Regions from separate parts of the Xenopus tropicalis genome. Here all the other regions are linked to region 2. The links are chromatin contacts, called in public Hi-C maps. All regions are on one chromosome and are shown on one strand. Each heading gives the region's core, a stretch centred on a gene start, on an enhancer-like site or on the middle of the called end of the contact. The rest is flanking DNA. Distances are from core to core; before and after follow the strand shown.

What was found. Hi-C and Micro-C count contacts between places; a contact is called where the count stands out from the background.
Region 1: a Hi-C map of gastrula embryo shows a contact between it and region 2, with 2.2 times the contacts expected there. The contact joins two enhancer-like sites. A contact is called at or near these places in 2 of 5 Hi-C or Micro-C datasets (gastrula embryo and neurula embryo).
Region 3: a contact with region 2 is called in a Hi-C map of gastrula embryo, with 3 times the contacts expected there. The contact joins two enhancer-like sites. A contact is called at or near these places in 2 of 5 Hi-C or Micro-C datasets (gastrula embryo and neurula embryo).

What each region holds. Positions count from the first base shown.
Region 1 is chr2:120,901,662-120,904,361 of UCB_Xtro_10.0, reverse strand. The region is part of intron 2 of clybl (citramalyl-CoA lyase, mitochondrial); the gene reads left to right. Among named protein-coding and RNA genes, the nearest start is that of clybl, 100 kb to the left of the region's middle. Within about 2 kb of position 1,346, at least 2 of the 11 cell types and tissues checked have an H3K27ac peak or open chromatin away from gene starts, as enhancers often do. A contact at or near this core is called in gastrula embryo and neurula embryo, where this site is marked.
Region 2 is chr2:120,649,616-120,652,315 of UCB_Xtro_10.0, reverse strand. All of the region lies in intron 7 of pcca (propionyl-CoA carboxylase alpha chain, mitochondrial), which reads left to right. Among named protein-coding and RNA genes, the nearest start is that of pcca, 87 kb to the left of the region's middle. Within about 2 kb of position 1,420, at least 3 of the 11 cell types and tissues checked have an H3K27ac peak or open chromatin away from gene starts, as enhancers often do. A contact at or near this core is called in gastrula embryo and neurula embryo, where this site is marked.
Region 3 is chr2:120,825,151-120,827,850 of UCB_Xtro_10.0, reverse strand. clybl (citramalyl-CoA lyase, mitochondrial) reads left to right here. Exons shown (of 8, transcript XM_004911819.4): 8 at 1,085-1,330. The coding sequence ends at 1,192. Among named protein-coding and RNA genes, the nearest start is that of zic5, 35 kb to the right of the region's middle. Within about 2 kb of position 1,435, at least 2 of the 11 cell types and tissues checked have an H3K27ac peak or open chromatin away from gene starts, as enhancers often do. A contact at or near this core is called in gastrula embryo and neurula embryo, where this site is marked.

The DNA of each region.
Region 1 (2,700 bases), core at 97-2,596, 250 kb before region 2:
TTTTCCTGTGGGCTTTTCTAATATCTTGGCTAATCTTAATATAGTATACCATATATTGTCAATGTGTTGATACCCAGTGATCAACTCTTTCTCATGTATGTGAATGAATTACCGCAACACTGAAAATTTGCCGAGGTCCCAGAAAATAGGGTCTTTATTGTTTACAACATCGGGATCTCTACCATAATGGAGTGGTCATCTAATATGGAGGCACTTAATAACTAATTGTTGCCTGAAATGTGAAACAAGAGATAGGTCTGCTAAGCAGCTAAGTCGAGCCCACTGGCTAATTTTTACATGAATATAATATAACAGAGCTTGTGAGCACAAATATTTTCTACCAGTGTGCACTTCCAGCTTCATAGTGCTGCTACAAGACTTTAAGACTCCGTTCAACAAGTTTATTTCTTCCACAACTCTATGTTGAGCCAGAGGAAGGCAACCTGATGGATAACCCACCTTCTCCAAACCTGGACCCAACCTGACTTGGTGAGATGCCATTATATATACCATTGCCCAACGTCACCAGAGATGGTGTGGTTGGCAGGCGCTACTGTGTGTATGTGTGTATATATATATATATATATATATATATATATATATATAATACAAGGGTATCACACACACTGATTGCAATTCTAAGCAACTTTCCAATATCCATTATGTAAAAACAATTCTGCCTGGTTTAGCCATGTGCAGGCCACCCAGAAATCAACAGGACACAGTTATTGTCCCATTAATCTAGAGCATTTTATTTGCACAATGTCAAACCTAACACATTAACACATTTAAAGAAGCTAGAGAAAACAAAACAGTGGCTATTTTAACGTTTACATGGGACAAATACATGAGAATTTAAGTGTGGCCCTTTTAATGCATTTGTTATTCATTTGCCTAAATGTAACATCTCTGCCCCTGTTTAATTTTATATAATATAATTATTTATGTTCGAATAAACTTGTAAAAACATTATTGTTAAATTATAGTATGCTGCCTTCAGTCTCTCACAAACCAGGCATCTGTCAAACACACACATATATTTAACCCATAAACATTGATGCTATATTTCCCAGACATGATAATTAGGGGTTGGCTGATTTGACAGCGAGGGTGTCAGATGTTTGTATCAAGAACCTCTGCACACTTTTATTTGCAGTGGATCAATAATTTGAAGCAAACAGCTGCCATATTTGAAATACATTTCTTTATATGTTTTATAGTATATGCTAACAATACATAACACTGGAACAGCATGTGTCTGGTTGTTGTTGCACACTGTGTGCTAATACCCCCTGGTGAGATGAATACAGATAATGTGCTGGCTTTAGTGTTTACCATTACCTTGTGGAATTTCACACTAACATGTTTTGAGTGTTTATGCGGAGAGGACAGGCTCACAGCGAAACAAGGTTATAAAACCAAGGTACTCCAAAAGAACATCTCTCTTATCCTTATTGTGGTGAAGGCAGAATGTGAAGAGAAACAGGGAAATGTGTGATAATGTAATATTCCTCAGGGCCTTACTGTGCATAAGCACAACACAATCTTTAGTAGTTGCAATGGCCATAGAATTATGTTGTGCTTAAACAACTACAGCTGTATACAGTAATATATATATATATTTAACATTAAGAATTATGGAATTATTGATCACAGGACCACGCTCCCTTTGTGATGAAGTGTTTTTATTTTTCACATTATACAGAAGTCCAATGTTTCAGTCCTAATTAGGACCTTTCTGATCCTCGATAAAGGTCTTAATAAGTACCATGACGTATATTTGAGACTTGACATATATATATATATATATATATATATATATATATATATATATATATTTATGTCATGCAGCCGCACTCAAATCTGGACTGGTTGATCAGCTGTGGGTGCAGGGTCAAATGACATACAGAAATCTTCAAAAGGATCCACACTCCAATTTGCAGTGAATCAAGTAGTTTTTATTTTGTGCATCTGTGTCAGCCTTAGGTAGAAGTTACAGTACTGGAAATCTAGAATGTTCTAAGGTTAGGATGTTTATTTTTCTTACTTACAATCTGAGAATCAAACGCTGAATTTAAACATGTACATAATTTTATGCCACATTATAATCACTTTTTGGTTTTAGTTTATAACTTAAATCTTTGTCCCCCATGTCAATTTTCTTTGAGAAACACATTTTTAATTTTAACCTCCTAATAAACTTAAAGGACATGTAAACCCCACACAAAAAAAAATTAAATCAGTGAACATCCTCTTTGAAATCTTTTAATACCTGCCACACTGGTTGTCCAGAGGTTAATAGTAAGGTTGCATTGTCCCCTTTATGGGGAATATTGAATAAGGGTCTGTCTGTGTGTGTATGCTGTTTGCAGATTTAAATGTATCTGATTATGTATCAGAGGAAAAATGGCCCCCGGGTGAAAGCTGCTATTTGCTTTAGGAAAATGTGATGGTGCTGGCAAGCAGAGGGGATATATGCAGTACAAATAATGCCATTTGGGTGGGGGAGACATGCCCAACTGATATACATTGTAGGTAAATGTAGGCTTTACATGTCTTTTAAACCAGTTAACTTTCCAAGAAAAAAAAAGCCTGGTGCACAAGTAGGGAAAAAAACCAACCCCTTATTACTAGACATTGAATGTCATCTTGGGCCTTTTATTAACCGTCGGAATTTTTTTTTTCAATTTGGATTTTTAG
Region 2 (2,700 bases), core at 171-2,670:
CCTCGTTTCATCTAAATAAGAGAAAAATACTTTTTTAGAAGTGCACACAAACAAGCCAAGGCACACATACATGCTAAGCCACATCAGTCAATTAATAGACGGAGTTCTGTCTTTTGCTTCCACACTACTTCCTCTTACAGTTAGAGCTGCATTATTTCTGGCCATGTGATCTCTGAGAGAGCACACAAAAGGTGGCCATACAGGTAAAGATCCGCTCGCATGGCGAGGTCGCCAAGCGAGCGGATCTTCTCCCGATATCCCCACCTACAGGTGGGCGATATTGGGCGAATTTAGGCTAATTTGATCCGACTGAATCTTTTTACCTGTCGATCGATATCTGCCTGATTTCAGGCCAGATATCGGTCGGGCAGGCCCATCGTTGTTGCCCCTACACGGGCCGATAAGCTGCCAAATCTGTCTAAGGGACCGATATCGGCAGCTACAATCGGCCCGTGTATGGCCACCTTAAATGGTGGATCAAGAGAAAGGGTGTAAAGGGTAATATTTACTGATATATTCCAGTTTGGCAAGATTCTTTAATAGGTCACTTAACATAATATAAATTATCTGTCAGTTAAGTATTTATTCTGGGGGTATAGTTTTCCTTTAACTAAAGAAATAGAAAATAAATGTAGTGCATTATGTTTGGGCTTCTGTACCAGCCCAAGGCAACCCCAGCCCTTTAGATCTGTGCCCCCAAAGATGCCCCCAGTAGTTCCCAATCTTCTTTTCTGCTGATTCACTGCACATGTTCTGTGCTGCTGTCAGTTACTGAGCTTTTTGGTTAGAGTAGTCAGTTTAGTATATAAAATACTGCATTTTTCGCCATTTTCATTTTTAGGGTTTAGTTCTCCTTTAAATTTGAGCCCTAAATAAATTCTGTAGGTGGACTGATATGTTTTGCTGTTTTTGGAATTTTGGGTATAGGGTTCTGAGTGCCATGGTCTCATACTGTAGCTGGTTAGCTACATAGTTACAGGGATGTACATTTTATGACTTTATACGTATGAAAAATTTTTTTTTAGCTTGCTTGTTTTTTTTGCTTGTGGATGGTCAAGTTTGATGTAAACTTAATAAGCGAGGATCCTGTAATGATGGTTCCTCTAAGTTTATAAAACATAATGTACATAGTGACATTGAAAATAACTGATGCACACTTTCCCTAATACATAGTGCTTTTGAGAACTTTCTTTCTTAAATTCTTGGGCTTTTGGTACATTCTGGGTTTTGTAGTTCAACTAAAGCTCTGACAGATCTCCCATTTAGTTAGTTTTTGTAAGTTCTGCTTACAGTGTCTGCTTCTTAACCTGATTGCTGGCCCCCATCAGCTCTGCTTTGTTGAGGTATCTAAACAAAAACTGGTTTTGTTTGACTTTGCCTTTTAATTGCATTTTTGCAAACGTGATCAGATTTGCAAGCAAAAAGAAATGCAAAAAGTTTCAAACTCTTTTCTAATCACGGCCCTTCATCATTCATCACTCTTCCTGCATTTTACTCAAGAGGCTCTAATTGTCTGCATTTGGCAGGTTTAACACTTCCTGACAGAGAGGCGATTAGAGGGAAGTATTCTCGCATAACTGTCACAGGCAGGAACAAAGAGCCTTCAAACTCAATGTGAACAAGCCACTAACATCCCTAAATTACCTCTTGTTCATGAATTCTGTCCCTTTAAGCTAGATTTCTAAAAAGGCAATGCCATAGAAAAAATAAACTGGTCCAATAAAATTATAAACCTATATTTTTCTTTTTTCTTCTGAATTTATCTATGAGCCTGTGATTTAAAAAAAAAAAATGGTTATTTTGAAGAAATCTCATTAGCAGATGTGACTGCTCAGAATAAAGAGACTTAAAACTAACCTTTTTCTCAAAACTGCTTTGAACTTAACAAGCACCGATTTGTGGAGCAGACTAGTTAATGAAAGGAAATTAAATTTTTTTGCCAACTTCCCCTGCTAGCGTCCTTCATGGGCCTTTAGCAAGGTACCAAAGAAATACTTTTTATTCATATATATTTTTATTTTCACCTTTTGTTTCTTTCATTTGGTAAATGGAAATGTATTTGTATGTTTCTAAAAAAACAAAAGGCTAAAAGGTACAGCTTTTAATCTAGGGCAAGCATACACATATGTAAACATTGAAACAGCTTACTGGGAGGAACACTTTGGTAGTAATCTTTTGTGAAGTAAAATTGGCTTGTAAATAAACTGTAACCCTTTTTTGGGCTACACCAATATTGTTATCTGTTAAACAGTGGGAACACATTTACAAAGCACTTTACAGAAATGATACAGTATATCAGTCACATCAGTCTCTTCCCCAGTGGCGCAATCTAAAGGTCCCCATACATGGGCAGATCCGCTCGCTTGGCCAAGCGAGCGGATCTTCTCCCGATATCCCCCACCTACGGGTGGGTGATATCGGGAGAATCCAGTGTAATTTGATCGAATTATAATGACGGGCATAGGCAAAGTCGGTCTGGGGACCACATCAATGAACTGATGCGCTCCCTGATCCGACTAGATTTTCTAACCTGCCGATCGAGATCTGGCCGATTTCAGGCCAGATATCGGTCGGGCAGGCCTGTCGGGAGTGCCCATACACGGCCTGATTAGCTGCCGAATCGATCCAATAAGGATTAATTATATCTTAGTTGGGATCAAGTACAAGGTACTGTTTTATTATACCAGAAAAAAAGAAAAT
Region 3 (2,700 bases), core at 186-2,685, 180 kb before region 2:
TGATTGCTGTTTCTATTGATGCCTTTAAGAGTTGCTTGGATGGCTTCCTTGGCATGCATAATATCCAAGGCTACTGTGATCCTAAGATCGACAGTTAGTTTAGTATCGTTATGTGTATATATATTTTTTTATATATGTGAGCATATAAATAGGTCTAGTATATGTACATATGTATGTATATAAAATATGCACTGGGGTCATATGATGGGTTGAATTTGATGGAATATTGTCTAATTTTTTCAACCCAAATTAACTAGGTAACTATGAATACATAGGGGCCTATTTATTAAAGTACGACAGGTACGAATTACAAAAAATTTGTATTTGTTCGTACTGTGCGCATTTTCTGCTACTTTTTCATATTTTGCGCAATTCTTTTGTACCTTGCGACAAAATCGTATTGTTGCGCCGAGTACGAAAGTTTCGGATTCAAGCTTCGGTATCGTGACTTTCCTTGGGCCAGGTTGGAGCTGCAGAGTGCCATTGAGCCCTATGGGAGACTTTCCTTGGGCCAGGTTGGAGCTGCAGAGTGCCATTGAGCCCTATGGGAGACTTTCCTTGGGCCAGGTTGGAGCTGCAGAGTGCCATTGAGTCCTATGGGAGGCTCCCAAAATCATGTACAAAAGGATCAAAGTCAGAAAGGTTCTCCTGCCGTTTACGATTGTTCGGATATGAACATTTTGTGACTTTCGGATCGCTAATACGATATTATCGTGACTAATGCGATTTTTTCTTAAGCATTTATGTAATATTTGCTATCATGAGAATTTATCGTATTTAATCCAAATTTTTCCCAATTCGGGATTCGAACTCGTACTTTGATGAATACACCCCATACTGTCTGTACTGCCACAGGCTGATAAGGGCTTATGGACAAATGTTTTGTGGTTTCTTTCTGTAGCTTGGGGAGAGGGGGAAGAAGAACGTGTCTCTCCCTTCATTAGAATATAAGATAGTATTACTTTAAGGCGATGACACCATTTAGCAGTTTGATCACCTCATAAGTTATTGTCAATGTGTAAAGCTTTTTGAGAAAGATATAACAAACCCTGATTTGTGACTGCCTTTCTTTGATGTTTTGCAGGGTGCATTCACTTTCCATGGCAGCATGATAGACATGCCCTTGCTTAAGCAGGCCCAGAACATTGTTACGCTTGCCAGAGCCATCATGAAGGAATCATCTGCTAAATAAAGCTCCTGCCAGGTGGTCCCAGACTGCACAATGCAAAGAGAAAAAACAGCACAAACAGCAAACTCCAAGCCACCAAGTGGAGCATCCTGTTGGTATATAAACACATTTACAATAAATGGCCAGTCCTGTGTTTAACTTTTTTGCCTCTAGTGGGTTTGCTTTCCTTTCTATTGAGCGCCACTCTCCCAGAGCACTGTCAACTCCAGCCTGGACACACAGTGGTGCAGTTTATGGCCCATGCTGTGTGCAACCCAGTGCCTCAGATCCTGGTATATTTGCATAACACCGGTACTCCAGCTTGTCTGTTCCATGTTGTTGAATAAAGCAAGCTGTTGTACTGAAGTTAACCCAGCTTGTAGAAAGGGTAAATAAACATAACAAGCCACCATTGTCCCCAGTTCTAACACTCTTTGCTGAGTGGGGTGTGACTGCAGAGGATCAGGTTTAGCCACAGGAGCACTTCAATAAGTGTTAACGTGCAGTTGCTAGAGGTTTCTCTTGCTAAGTAAAACTTGGTAGTGGTAGTAATTAAACCCAATAGGATTGTTTTGGCTCCAATAAGGATTAATATATCTTCGTTGGGATCAAGTACAAGGTACTGTTTTATTATTACAAAGAAAAAGGGAATTTTTAAAAATGTGAATTATTTGATTAAAATGGAGTCTATGGGAGATTGACTTTCCGTAATTCGGAGCTTTCTGGATAATGGGTTGCTAGATAAGGGGTCCAATACCTGTATAATATAAAAATCCACCAACCATTTTGAGCATCTTGCATATCTATTTTGACACAATATGGCTTTGTGTAGTTGTAACAGCAATACCTTCCACAGTTACGGTCACAGTGATTACTTTTTTTCTGTTATTTGTTTGGTCATTAAGGACTCGGGTAAGTAAGGTTCTCAGTGGGGTCCCTTAGGGTTCTGTACTGGGTCCACTTTTGTTTAACTTGTTCATAAATGACTTAGGGGAGGGTATTATAAGTAATGTATGTGGTATCCTTGCAGCAGGATCTTGACCAACTGGCAATCTGGGCGGCTAAGTGGCAGATGAGATTTAATGTGGATAAATGTAAGGTCATGCACCTGGGATGTAAAAATATGCAAGCCCCGTATACCCTTAATGGGACTGCACTAGGCAAATCCATAATGGAGAAGGACCTTGGAGTCCTTGTAGATAATAAACTTGGCTGTAGCAAGCAATGCCAGGCAGCAGCTGCAAGGGCAAACAAGGTTTTGAGCTGTATTAAAAGGGTTATAGATTCACAGGAGGAGGGGGTTATTCTTCCCCTTTACAGAGCGCTGGTAAGGCCCCATCTAGAATATGCTGTTCAGTTTTGGTCTCCAGTGCTCAAACGGAACAATATTGAGTTAGAGAGGGTCCAGAGAAGGGCAACTAAGCTGGTAAAGGGTATGGAAAGTCTCAGTTATGAAGAAAGACTGGCCAAGTTGGGTCTGTTTACACTGGAGAAGAGGCGCTTAAGAGGTGACATGATAACTATGTATAAAT